Regions from separate parts of the Anser cygnoides genome. Here region 1 is linked to region 2. A link is a contact called in public Hi-C data. All regions are on one chromosome and are shown on one strand. Each heading gives the region's core, a stretch centred on a gene start, on an enhancer-like site or on the middle of the called end of the contact. The rest is flanking DNA. Distances are from core to core; before and after follow the strand shown. Region 1 overlaps LOC136790820 (a long non-coding RNA gene). Region 2 has its middle 160 kb from the start of IQCM.

Region 1 (7,428 bases), core at 3,119-5,618, 170 kb after region 2:
CCTGAAAACCTTGTGTTTCTCACATTTATCTGTGGGTAAAAAAAAATTAACATACCTTAGACATCTATGTCACATTTTCAGCAGTCAGCTGTGTGTTTTGGACCCTAGTTCCATTAACTGTCAATGGCATTTGGACTTCTTTATCCCTTTTAAAATTAAGGCATTGTTCACACCGGGGGCAGAATTTTCTGAAATATCCATTCTCATTATAATTAAGTCAATTAGAAAATCTTCTACAATACCATCACTATTCATTTGACATACTCAGCTATTTTTGGATATTGGACTATTATATATTCCTGAATTACCATTCACATCCTCAAAGGTAGTATCTTCTTGATAAAAGCAAAAAGGATGCTTTGATGTACAGGAAATGGATCACAGAGTTCCTGTTCACTGGATGGAACAATTCACAATGCTCAATGAACAATGTAGTGACAAACCTGTAAGAATGACAAAACAACAGTAGTCAGTGTGATTGTTGTTGTTGTTTCATGTCTTTAATACTAGATTAGAGATTTTTGTTTTAAGGTGAAGTAAAAAAAAATACATAGGAAATAGAAACCATAGCTCAAGAGGAATCTCACGTTCATCAAAATTTGTTACCAGATTACCTTTAGCATAACTCAGAGCACCTTTCTAAAGTTCTGTTTAAAAATTCTATAATGCAGATAAATTAAAACATACGCAGTACTGATTTAGCTGAGATGCAACACTGTGTCTACAATGGAGTCCTTCTGTGACCTTGCCAAGTTTACACAGTGTGCCAATAACAGAACTGGGATTAAAAAACTGACTGATTAAAATTTTGCTCACTAGGATAAAACACTTGAAATGAATCATCTCATTTTCCAGCATGTCCTCGGGTTGCTGCAGGCACAATAAATTACATTCATATAATAGCAAACAACTATAAAAAATTAGAGTTCATACATTTCATATATATTGTAACACCATGGCCTATTTTTAAAACTCTGAATTGCCTAAAGTTTTTATGCTCACAGACAATGAAATATATGACCAGTATTTTTCAGAGTGAAATTTCAGAACCATGAGCCTGACCCAAAATACATATAACTAAACTGAAATATTTCTCTGACTCTGAGGCTCCAGAACAAACCCTATCTGCACATTTTTGATTAACATCAAATGCTATCCCTAATACCTCTGCAAAGAATGCACTTGCAGAGATGCTGAATGTTCTGGGTATAACCTTGTGCACCAGTGAAATGAGCAGAATATAAATAGAAAACAGCAACAAGCAATTGCAGTGGAAAATAATCAGCAAAAGTAGTAATGGAATTAATGGCTGCCAAAGCCTTGCATATCGTGGCAAAAATGCAATCCATCATGCAGCTGTTTGTCATTTTTGCACAGGGTTCCAAACAGCTAAGGTTCGCCTAAGGAGGCCAATCTCCTAGGTGTCCTCTCTAGTAAATGAAGAGATGTAGGCTCCTCCACAAGGAGATTAATTCCTCCAATTGCTTTCTGAAGAAGCCCATCTACTCCACCTACCATAAAGACAGCCTGATCAGATCCACTACCCTGGCGTAAAAGCCTTTTATTTGTGCAAGCAGCTACACATAATTCAATTTTTCTAGCAGAGAAAATAGTTAACATCTGAAAACAACCTGAAACTTTTGTCAAGACAGCGAGGAAGCTATTCAGCTAGCTTGGTGGTCCACTGGACAAAGTGATAAGCAGTGTTCTATTTTAAGCTCCTTAAAATTTAAACACAATGTTGCAGTACCAAAAGTTTCAAAGAGTATTATTACAGATGCTCTACAAAGACATCAAAAATGCTATAGTAGCTCCTCAAATACATCTTTTTCTATTCTTCTCATGCCATAAGTAACTGTGCTGCAATTGCTGAAAGGTTCAGGAGTTACATTTTGCACTCTGTGCATTAATCAGATTTGCAAACACTTGAGCACACATACACGTCAAAATGCCAGCTATTGGGCAAATAGGGGAAATGTCAAATCTAAAAGCAAGTGTAAAAATGAAAGCATTAGGGAGGTTCTAATTTTGCTTAAAATTTAAATCAGGCTTTTCAACTGAATTTGAGAGGAAACAGACACTCTTAAAAGGAGCATTGCCTTTGTTTCAACTCCTGAAAAGCCATTTGTATCTTTCAGAATACCCTACCTTTCCACTATTCTGGGATCCAGGTACTGCTGAGGCAACTGAGACAGCTTTGCATCACAAAACACCCATCACCATTCCAGGAAGCGTTTGTGTAGGAGGGAATTAGAATACATACAGATCATACTGAAAACTAACAAGATAAATACAAGGACAAATCAAGACAACCTGAAATCCCAAGCCTCCATTTAATGTATAGATTTAGAACACAATCACTTCAGTTGTTTTTTGTCTTCTAAATGAGGTGCAAACTAGAATTCTTTACTTAAACACAAACTGAGATTCACTGGACTAGTATTTTTTTTCTGCAGTCTGGCTCCAATCTGTGTGTCAGTTTTCAAGACCACAATGTTAGCATTTCATTGTAGGTCTTAAGATATCTGAATTTCTTACAGGGAACACTAGGATTTTAAAGGAGAAATAAGATAATGGACTCAAAGACTTCTTTTTCATTTTTTTCCCCTTTTCCTTTTTTATTCCTTAAATGAGGGTAACCATTTCACTAGCACAAACTATTTACAATCACAAATGTGTTTTCTGGAAAACAAATATTTGCAATAAAAAATAACAAGCAATTATCTTATACATACAAGAATGATTACAGAGAGATTCTGGGTGTCGGGGGGAAATCTGTATTCTTATATACCTTCTGAATCCTGATAACTGATACTAGATTTTTTATTTATGTTCTTAACGTTACAAATTGCATTACCATAACAAGGAGTCAATATATGGCCAGTTTTTTTAGATCACAACCACAAAAATATTAGCAGGTTAAAACTGACTGCTGAAAACATCTAATTTTTCACAGTACAAATATTGTCCTTCATTTTAAAAAATGTCAGCCACTGCAATTGCAGACAAACAATAAATTAATCCTAAAGAGCCATTTATCCAACTAGTAATAAGGCACAAACATATTACCTTTAAAAACTACATTAAACTACACTCTTTTGCTGAGTTTGCTATATATTAGCTTTAACATTTTACAAATGGCTGCACAGGTGACAAATGAAAAAGGTTTCTCCACAAAATAACTGAAGGTAGATAATGATGCCTCTGAACCAAATCTCTAATATTCATGGATGTTAATAAATTTATTGACCAATGATGAGATGCAAGTTCATTTTAAGGAGTATTTCTCTTTTCCTCTGATATTACTGCAGCCCTGAAATAGAGTTTTGCTCCAAGTGGAACGTAGCATGCTGTAACTACAAGGAAATAAGGCATTTAAAATGGGAGTTCAACCTTTGTGATCAAATGTTTCTTTCTATATCCACTAGAAAAACAAATATATTAACAGAAGCTCAGTCTTTGGTGAGACACAGAACAATTATATGGAAAAAGATGTTTACTGGAGTGCATTCACTTTAAATTCTCATTCAGGAAAGCATCCTTATTCAGGAAAACACTTAAGCACATGCTTGACTTTAAACACATGCTTTGGGCCCAGTGAAGTAAAAGATTTAATCACATTCCAGATAATGATGGATATAAAGCCAAAAGATATTAACATGAATGGTTTTTGGATCCAGGCTTTGCATTTTTCAAGACTTAAATATACACATACAGACATGTACATACACATATACATACACCCCCACACAGACACATACACAGAGAGATCTGTCTCTAAACTAAGCCAAAACATGGGGAACTAGAATTCGAAAGATAATTTGTTAAGAAACCAAAATTAAACTGAAAGAGCAGATTTCAAATACAGTGGCCACTTCATCTTGCTGGCTCCTTAAAACCCAAGCTTATTTACTGTAAAATAAACATTTATGAAAGCCTAGGCATTTCCTATCTGCAATCTTCCTTCTATACTCTCACGTCCCAAGTTTTGATCTCACAGAAAAGAAATGGTTTGGCGTTAAGAAAAATCCAGTTTACATAGCTTTTTTTTTGGCATGTTCTGATGCCAGGAACAAGAATCCATTCCTCTTCTAAAGAGATGAGTCTCCTGATAAGAGACTGATGTTGGCACAAGCACAGTCTTCACATCACAGCTCACTTTATGGGCTTTTTCACATGAGATACAGAAGAAAAAATAAGGCATAGCTTGTGTATAACAATTAGTTTACTCAGATGATTAATTAGTCAATCACTTATCAGGTTAATCATTATTTTCCTGATATAGAAAATGGGGATTCCTCCTCATTTTATCCCTCCAATGAAGAAAAGATGCCTTTTTAGAAGCAATTGCTAAAAAGGGGGTTGGGTGAGCTCTCATTGAAGCTTTGTAGCACAATAACATCCTTTTACTAGAGTACATTTCAAATGCAGTTAAGCTCTTTTTTAAAGCTTAATAATAACCAGAGCTTTCCTCCTAACACACAGCGTTCGCACAAATCTGCCCATTAGTTAGACTAAATGTTGAGGAAGACTTTTACTGGGGACTGATGATAGAGACCTGGTTATTATTTAATGAAGATCTATAGATGTGTGAATAGAAGCAGCCAAAACAAACAGCCCGAAAAGCTAGGGGAACAACAAGATAAATACTTGTCCTGTGACTATCAGATAGTCTGTACTATTTGGAAATCAGAATGAAATAGAAAATAAACTGCTACTTCTTTCCTTCCTGTTGTGCTTGAGGAAGTAGTTTTTACTTCTTTAGTATACAAGCAAAGTGGCATCTAAGAAATACAGTCGAATATCACTAGTTTCTCCCCATAACAGGAAAGGAAAAAAGTATGTAAAAAAAACCAACTGAACCATAAAATTAAAAATACTGAAAAAAAAAAAAAAGACTGATAGCTGAATAGAAGGCCACATTTCGATGACTTACAAAAAGTAAGTGGGGAAATTTCCGTGACTTGATGTTCTGTAACAGGTTTGTTTAAAGGTTTCTCTTAAGTCTTAAAATTTGCAATTTTATGTAAAGAATAAAACCAATATTTCTCTTAAACCATAAGAAGCCCATTTCAGCCAAACCATTTCACGGATGAATATGAAACACAAAGAGAGAGAAAGGGAAAGAAGAGAATCAGCTCCTTGTAGATGAAATCTTACACTAAATCTCTTATTTCTCCTCCTTTTGGGGCGCCAATCTAGGTCTATTTAAAGTCAGTTTATAGACTGACTGCAACTATGCCAGGAGTACAAGCATGAGATTTTTATTACCTGTGGCAGAAGACCTCAACTCCAACAAGAAGAATGTTCAGGATTCTACTTAAAGAGCCTGTTTATACTGATTGTTGTTCTTGTCATCTTTGGTGGGGGGTAGGGTTTTTTGTTTGTTTTTGTAAGAGCTAGAAATACTCTATCAGTTATGTTCATCAGCCTGAGAACAAAATGCATTGAAAGTAACATGGCCAAGTCTGTCTCATTTATTTTCCATGTTTCCAGCAAAACAAAAGAAGATCTTGTCTCACTGATTGCCCTCTACCTGGAGCATGGATGAAAAGCTGATCCTGCAATCTATGCTAATTTCAGCAAGCTCTGCAACAGTGTGGTTTACATTTTCAACATCATACAAACCAAAGTGAATCATTACTGCCTTATTTGCAAAGCTTCTGAGGATGGCTCAGGCTGTCAAGTTAGGCATTTAGTATGTAGAGAACACATAGCTGAAAGGCATCCAAAGAACATCCTATAATAAACACGGAAAAGATGCAAATATACCTAAGCTGCTAAATTTGTATATCACATAAGCAACATTAACTTTTGAGTTTTGATTCAGAACCTGTGTTCAGTGCTTGAAAACAACAATGCTACTCTATGGACTGAGATGAACATGGCTTCTGGGTATATGAAAGACTTCTTTTTAGTAGCTATGATCATTCCTAACAAATGAGAGTTATCAGTCTTTTACTTGTCAAGGGTGTTCTGTTAAGGTCAGCTCTTTTGGGGAAAAAAAGGGTTGGACTTCAGACAGGAACAAGAACTAAGAGGAAAGACTCATTTCATATAGAAATTTTAAAAAATAGTTTGTCTGAACATCTGTATAAACATTCATATCAATGACTGATAAAGTTTGCAATCTAAAACCAAATGGTGTAGGAATTTTAGGAATTATTGTGATGGCTAATTATTTTATTGCTATTCAATACAGAATATTTGTTTTCTTTGATAGTTGGTTTTGCTTTATTTCTTATGGTAGCAAAAACAGTGTAATGCTTGAAATACATTTTCTAGCACATATTAATATTATTCACTAACACTAGTCACTACTCCAAAATTTAATTATATTGATGTAATTTCAAAGAGCTTAAGCACATGGATTCAATCTTATATATATAAATAAATATGCATTTCTCTACTAGAGAGCACAGAATTTTACCTACATCTTTCATTTGTCAACTTGTATCTCAAGTATTGCTTACATAGAGCAGCAGAGAAGCAGCAGGATGTACAGCCCACAGCCAGCTAAGATACATAAAATGGCAAACACACAAAGACTCCAAATGCCCAAAGGAAGGTTTCCACCTGGGGAAGTAGTTGTCACTTATCTCTTCCCCAGAAATAAAACTTTATACTTTTTATAAGCATAGGATTTTACAGCCTATCCAACTAAAAAAAAAAAATAAAATCTTTTTTCAGATTTCTTTGTTTTTTTTTTTATTGTTGTTGATTTTTTTCACATTCTATTGAACATGATTACCAAAGGAATTCAAAATATTTTATCAAAATCTATCTGTACTATAAATATGCCTTGAAGAGTTTACGTTATTGAAATAAAATGTTTCTAGAAAGTCTTTTCAGTATTCTCTAAATGAAAGTTTTGGGAATCTTTTTTATTATGCCCTTCAGTTTCTTATTTTGATTCAGGATAAAAGGTCAGAACAGAAATTCTGAATTTTGACCAGCTTAAAAACATCTAAATGCTGTTTCTTATAATGAAATGTAGCGTAGCTGTCACAATTGCATATCTTTATAGACATCAAGACTACAGTACTAGGAACTATACCAATACCATTTTACCTTTCATCATCTCATCTTGCACAGCTACTTGCAAAGATCTCAGTTTATCAAGATCAGATATTTTTACCAGTTTTGCATTTCAAGTTGGAATTTAACCTCAAAACAGTAAGGTCTAAGCAAAGTATTTACAATGGCTCATAAGCTATCCTTCACCCACACTGATAATATTCTGCAGTGGTTTATGACATTTCTTTTGCATTGTTTTCATTTTAGCTCCAGTACTCTCAATGCACTCTTGAGATATGAAGAGGCAATACTTACCCAAGTACAGGACATATTTTTAAAAAGCAGCATTCGGATCTCTTATTTCTGATGACACCTGTACAAAAGAAAATTCTTTGTGCCTTGCATGCAGAT
Region 2 (7,384 bases), core at 557-3,056:
CAGTGAGAACAGGCAATGAAAGTGGGGTTCCTGCAGCAATCTAGATGTAGGTGAGGATGACAACACATTGGCAGATCTGAAAATATGAACTGAAAAAGAAGAAGACTCCAAACCCCCAGCCAAGCAGAAAACACAAGTGCATCAACACTCCACCCCAAATAAATGAAGATGTTGCCAGGCATATTCTGTACTTCCACGAATGTGGAGACAAGGCTGGGTAGTATTAATGGAGTAATATCCATACCTACACTCGCACTTTAAGGAACTGTGTCTTGATTATGTTGACAGGCTCCTGATGCTTGTAGGGTTTAGACAGAACAGAACTTCATCTACTTTCTATAGTATTCCTAGGGGTCTAGACTCCCAGGTATGTCTTAGACCTATACTGTTTCAAAAAATTTTGGTAACTAATAAAAACAGTCATCTAAAGAAAGGCATACTCATGATTCAGGAGGTCTGTATAGAAAACTCTATATAGAAAATTTGGTCTGGAATGATAGCTGTATCAATGGGGGCAGTGAAAAAAACAAAGGAAAAGATAGACACTAATATGATATAAATCCATGAAGAGTTGCCACAGCACTATGTTTAAATATCAGTGAAGTGAGCTATTTCTCAAAATGTCGGAAACCAAAGATTTCACCCTTCCAACTCAGTCAGTATTATTAACCTTTGATTTCCTAGAAGTTCAGATGAGATCCCTGGAGATATTTTATCAGTGTGGAGTCCAGAAAGTTTTTCCTTGTGCAATCATGAGTCAAGAATATAATTACAATAGCCAGAAATGTAGACTCAGGAAACCTGTTCAGCTAAAAATGGAGATAGTTATAACCAGGGATTGAAATGATCATAAAAATGATCATAAAATTTCATTTATTTTTTCAACCACTAAGTTAGAAGAGGAAATTGAGACAACTCCAGATGCAAGCTCAGCATCCCCTTGTTCTGTTTAAAGATAAGGATATTAAATACACATCGTAATTACCCAAGCAGAATCCATAATGTAGATCAATAGTCTTACTGCTTCAGAAACACTAGATTTGATGAGTATGAAGTGTAGCTAATAGACAAATTTCATACCAATAAAGTCTCCATTTCTCATGTCTGTATCTGCATATATTAATTACTGATAATTAACATGCTAATTAACCTCTTAGAATTCAACAAAAATCATCATTCTTCGATATTTATGTCATATCTAACTATGTCTGCTACAGAAGACATGAAAAATCTCAGCAATTTTAGGATCACAATGCAGGTCTGGCTTTAAGGGTTAGGGCAAGGCAAAGTGTTTTCTTTCTGCCCCTAAATTCTGACTTTCAGGTTTTGTAATTTGTCAAACCTTAGAGGTTCTGTCTTCTTTTGTTGTATCTTCTGATATACCCCATGTAGTGGCACATAGTATATCCTCCTACAAATGTATATTACTTTACATGTAAGCGAAGAATTGAGAGCTAAGTTCCTAGGTACTTTTCTAAGCTATTAAATGTGAATTGTTTCCTGGTTGTTGGTTTAGGGTAAAGGCATTTGTTAGAAACTAGGACTGGCAATATTTTCCCCCTAAAGGTACTTCTGGCACACATTTTTTGTTCCAATTATTGATATTCTGAAAGATCCTCCAAGTTAGCCCCTCCTTTCCGAGGTCCAGGAAGAAAAAGAAAGTCCACTGAGAACAGGGTGATCACACAACTCCTTCCATGGCTATTGCTGCTGGAGGTGAAATGAGGGGCTCAAGAGTGTATTTTGGCAAACTGAAGTGATTCTCCTCTCTATGCGTTATGTCCTGGGGAATAAAAACACTTGCAATCTCCAGACTGCCAATCTCCATCTGACACTTAGTCAGTGGGATTTGAGGTGGAAAGAATAAACACAGACGGTTAGAGTCCAGTCTTTGACCCCAGGAACGGCTGGAGACTTCTGGCTTGGATTTTGTAGTCACCTACTGCAAACCAGCTGTAATACGTCTTTTAAAATTTCAGGTCTTCCAAGTTGAATTGGGTATGTTTATTAAATGTACTGCTTACCCACCTCTCTTTCACAAGCGCAGCAGTCTAGTGCCCTTTGTAAGCCTTGCACAGAAGGTACAAAGTTCATGCTCAGATTCCATGCCTTCCGTTGATGATTTTCCACAATATTGCATAATTCTACCCAGAGTTGTTCTAAACAGATTTAAAGCCTGTCCCTTATTCAGGGAACTTCCAGTATAAATATGAGAGAGAAAAAGCACCAAATCACGGAAAGGATATCAGAGCAAGACAGGAAGCACAAGTGATTGTTGATAAAAAGGACTGTTTGCTGGAGGTGGCAAAGGAGCAGGTAATCAGACACTGCATCCTTGGATCACAGAATGTGCCAGGTGGCCATGAACCCCGGGGTTTTGGCTTGGCCACTGCAGAGATAAGGCCAGCTGCAAAGCTTGGATCCCAATCAAATGTTTGCAATCCAAACACCCTGAGAGTTGGGGTTATTTGGCATGGGCCCATGTCTAGTTTATATTAATGTTTATTGCCCCTTGGCCATTTGGAAACTAACTTTCATAATTCACACCTCAGCAGTGCACGTTTGGCTGTCCTGATGGCAGGCTACAAATGCAACTCTGCTATCTAGCAGCACTCCTTTCAGCTCTGTGAAGCTGCCTTGCATGTGGCTTACATATTACAGCTGACAAGGGATGAATGACAACTTCATGGCTCACTGTTAGAAGCTTAGCCAAAAAGGTACAAAAGGCGTGTCTCCTGCTAGGGCTTTCATCTTTCACACCCACTCAACACTTTTTACAGTAATTCTTTGGGTGAGAAGATCACTGTCCTCTTTGCTTGCCTTCCTTTCCACAAGTCTCACTTGGCACACTGGCTATCGACAGCTGTTTCATTGGCTCCTTGGTTGCATGACTTAGAGGTTTAAGAGGGCTCTAAACTGATTGCTTTCCTCTTAAATATGGCTTAGACCTATCCTGTGATATTGAAACCTTCCTGTTAATGGTACTTAAAGATTGGAATAGATTCACCATCCACTTTATGCTCGTCAAATAACAAGACCAGAAGAGACCAGTCTGGAATCATGCTCCTTGGAGCAGCGGGAGAAGCCAATCATCATAATGAATAAAGTTACTTCAATATCTCCAAAAGATGAAGAATTCAGCCCAAGATCCTCCTGTTTCATTTTATTCCTCTGGCAAAAATTATATTTTATTAACTGGACTTTTACATTTAAGTCTACTCTATCCTTTCAAAGATATATTTCATAGAGTCTACTTCTAGGATCATGTTGGATACCTAATAAGTTCTTCCGTGAGCAGCCATTTCATGTATTAGACCATAATGATTGCTTGGGTTCAGTCTGCAGCCCACATTTTCTCTCTCTGTTAGATCTCCTTACTTGATGCCAGAAAGCCAGAGTAAATGTTGTCTTAACAGTACTTTCATCTGCTTACTGCTCTTCCTCTGTTCTGAGTCTTTCCTTTCCCTATTCATAATTTGTCTTGCTAAGTATTGATGGGCATCTTCACGGGTAGTGAAAAGTGAAGGAGGTAGCAGTACTAAGAATTACTGTTTTCTCCAGTGCTACTAAAATAAATCAGTCCTCAAAGACTTGCCTTATAAAGAATGAAGTGTACTAGCCTGGGCAATGAAAACTAAACTTCCCTTGGTAGTCTCCCCATTCATGTTATATGATAGGGCTCAGCTTGGCCTGTTTCTGGCCTCAAATTCTGTAATAACTAGCATGACCACTGAAAGTACCAACTGTGTGAGATACCCACAACCCAAATTGCCCTGCTTTCAACATTGTCAATCTCTCTTTAAAGGAAAAAAAAAATAGCCAACAAACAAAAAGAGAAAACAACACAACAGAACAACAACAAACACAACCTCAGTTTGGATGAACCAATGTTACAATGAATCATTTTTCTTTCTAATGCTAACAGAAAGCACTTGCATCTCAGGCTCCTGATGACTTGACCTAAATAACCTTTTGATTGCCCTGTTGACTTCTGTTGTAAGGGGAGGACATTTCCCCTGTTCAGGAGCACTTCATGATTACTAGTTTTTCTGGAGTTTTTATTAAAATAAATAAATAAATAAATAAATAAATAAAATAAAGAGCCATCAGGGGCTCTATTTTCATCTTTCTCACCCCCTGTGTGTTCCCCGTCCGCTCTGAGCTCGGCTGGCACAAAGTACTGCCAAGTCAGACTTAGGGAAGTGCTGAAGTTTCACACCCAGTCATCAGTGTATAAATGACCATACAAGGTGAAAAACAGTTTTCCACTCATGGAAGTAAACATCCATGATAAATCCCCAAGTAAAATATTTGCCTTTTTTTTTTTTTTAATGAAGTCACCATTTCAAAGCAGCCCAACATCTTTTCTCTTTTTTTTTTTCTTTTTTTTTTTTTTTTCAGTGGCTGCCACCTTCTCTGGCCTCCACCTGGATCTGCACAGCAGTCCTGCCTGGAGCAGCTGAGGGCAGCTGAGGGAAATGTCACTGGGAGGCATTTTCCCACTCTTATTACTCCAGCTCTTGCCTGGCCACCGGCCAGAACAGGCTTTGGCATTTTTTATAGCAGTCTTAAAATATTTGAGTCTGCGACTTGTGTAGCTAGCTGGTGGGGGAGCCAAGGGGCTGTCGGTGCTCCATGCAACACCACCAGACATCTGCATCCCAGGAACAGGACTCGGGGCATTTGGGGTCCCTCCAGGTCCCTCAGGGCAGGGATGTGGACAGGGAGTGCAGGGTAATCTAGCCTGGCTTCACACACCCTCTGGTGGCATTTCCTCGTGCTGAGGAGACTCTGGGCTGCTCTCAAGGTCCATTCATCCTTGCAACATCCCTGTTGCACAGAGAGGTCCCAAAGCGAAGCACAGGGCACCCATGTGTCTTTAGGTAGCACCCTTTCAGCATGGAGTATAATGAGCCTACAGCTGGACTAATTACAGAAAGCAACTGTTTGTAGATTAGCACCTTGATATTCACTATCTGTTACAAACTTGGCATCTCTCTCCACACCACCTTCCCCAACACGTTTTCTCTGCTGCTGGAGACAGCCCTGCTGCAAGGAATGTGTGCAGATCGGACCCCAGTTTAGGTTTGAGTTTAACCTTTAATGATGAGAAACACAATAACCTGAGTGAGAAAATATGACTAGACAATTAATCTTGCTCATATATAGCTCTTTGTGGAGAGGAGCTCTGTCTCCTGCTTGAATTTGAATCTTAGTTACAGAAAAACATTACTCTCCAGCATAGCCTTGAGATCTACATGGCGCTGTTTCCATTTAGATCTGCTGAGGCTAGAGATAATTTGTACACCCTAAATACAAATTACATCATGCTAATGAATTCACAGTAGTCAAAAGCAATCTATACGGAATAGATCTGAAAAGGCAAAATACATAATATTAATATATTTTAAAGAAAATCTGTCAAGAATCTTGTAAATCACAGTTAAATTAATATAACAATGCAGACTGTTTGAAAAGGATGCTTTTGACAATATTTACTAGAAATTTATATTTTAATATTTATTTCATCAAAACAATTATTTACGATCTTGTGCAATGTACAGTCATTAGTGTCTTCTTTTCTAAGATGCCAAGTAATAAATAGAGATATAATTTTCATGCTTCTCTGTATACCTACTTAGTTTGCATACAAACAACTCCATATGTTGCAGTGCATAGGATGATCAGGCCCTGCAGTGGAGAAGACTCCAAGAATACTCATTAAACCCAATTAATTGTAAATTGGATTGTTGCTTTATCATCGGCGCAACCTTGTCACCTCAAAGTCTTCTAATTTGTAGTGTGACCTCATAATCTCTCTCTCTTAGTGTGTATGAAATAATGATGCATATTATTTAACCAGTATTCTAGCAGTTTTTTTTCTTTAGATTAAAGAAAAAAAGAAAAAGAAAAGAATATGAGTATTGCAAGATTTTATGTTCTTCTCTCTCTCTTCTTTTTCTTCTCTCTCAACTTAATCCTGTCTTCAGTGACATCAATGGCAACACTTACACTGGTATCAAAAAGGATCCATAGTGTATAGAGGGAAATATGACTCTGACTATTAGGAGCCACAGAGGAATAAAAATTTTCTCCTCTGAAGGAAACCAAAGAGGGAGAAAGAAGAAAACAAATGAAATGAAAATACTGCATGTCTGACTCTATTTACTTTCTAGGAAATTACATTAATGTCACGTAGAAAACCTCAGTGCAATTTTGAAGCTTAATCAGATACATACATGTGTGCACACACTCACAACCCTGCAGAAGGCAGTCAAGCTGTGAATAACAGATATTTGTCCAAGCATCCTTCCCCTTTGCCCTTGCTGACAATCTTTATTGCCGTTGTATATTCATAAGCAAGTATATTAGGCTCTTTAGTCTTCTAACACACCAGACGTTAACCTTCAGCAAGGTAGTTTTAAATCTTTATTTTCTTCCCTGATTATTACTTCCAGTGCAAAAAATAAATAAATAAATCCTTTTTTGTTTATGAAGAAAAATCTTGACAAGTGGGGAAATGTCTTATTAATGTCTCTTTTAAAGATCTGCATTTGTTAAAGCACTGCAGAAACTATGATTTTTGTACCAAAAGATGAGTCTGACTTAGAATCTATGTCTCCCATAGCCAGTTCTCACTGAAAAGTGAGTTCTCAACTCATTCTGAGTTTCTGGGGGAATTGTACAATTCTCTAATTTTTAATGTAGTTGGAGCTATAAGAATTGCTAGAGAGAGCAAGCACGGCATTTGGACATTTTTAGATGTACCTGTTCACACACACTGTTCTGCACAGACTTCCTCTGTAACATTCCTGTATTCGTATTACTAGGGCTTTTGTCCTTTGAAAGGGATATTTTCTACCCATGCTGTACGTCATGATCCAAAATTTTCACGTTGACATGTCCTCCACCCCACCAGTTTTTTGTATTTCTTCTCTTTTTGTAAACTGAAAGACATTTTCTTAATCAATATGGCTACAGTGGGTGAATTGCCTTTCACAGAAACTTCTCCACTCTCTGCCCATGGCTTAGCCATGTCCACTGTTGATCACAACTAAATACAATATTGTAAGTGATCTATTTTTAACAAGGACAGTCTTGAATTTGCTGAGCATTTCATATTGGCACCTTTTTAAGGAAATGACATCACGGTAGCTGTATTTCAGAGCGCATTCCAAAGAGACCCATTCCCTTCTCAGGAGACTACAAAGCATCCATGTAGAGAAGATGCAGAAGCTTTTAAAACATGGGCAACACTGGGCAAGTCAGGGGAAAAGGGGTAAAGAGGTGCTGTGTGGTCAGCTCTGTGTGACTGCAGTCTGGTGAAATCCTGTCAAGCTGAAGCCACCATGCGATGAAATGAGGCCCCCAAAGCTATTAAGAA

The links. A called contact is a pair of places that touch in the nucleus more often than the background predicts.
Region 1: a Hi-C map of liver shows a contact between it and region 2, with 5 times the contacts expected there. The contact joins two enhancer-like sites. A contact is called at or near these places in 2 of 7 Hi-C or Micro-C datasets (both in liver).

Annotation. Positions count from the first base shown.
Region 1 is chr4:46,161,098-46,168,525 of Taihu_goose_T2T_genome, forward strand. It overlaps LOC136790820 (a long non-coding RNA gene), which reads right to left. Exons shown (of 4, transcript XR_010831516.1): 3 at 309-443; 4 at 1-29. Among named protein-coding and RNA genes, the nearest start is that of IQCM, 9.1 kb to the left of the region's middle. Within about 2 kb of position 4,369, at least 1 of the 3 cell types and tissues checked has open chromatin away from gene starts, as enhancers often do. A contact at or near this core is called in liver, where this site is marked.
Region 2 is chr4:45,994,260-46,001,643 of Taihu_goose_T2T_genome, forward strand. No RefSeq gene overlaps it. Among named protein-coding and RNA genes, the nearest start is that of IQCM, 160 kb to the right of the region's middle. Within about 2 kb of position 1,807, at least 2 of the 3 cell types and tissues checked have open chromatin away from gene starts, as enhancers often do. A contact at or near this core is called in liver, where this site is marked.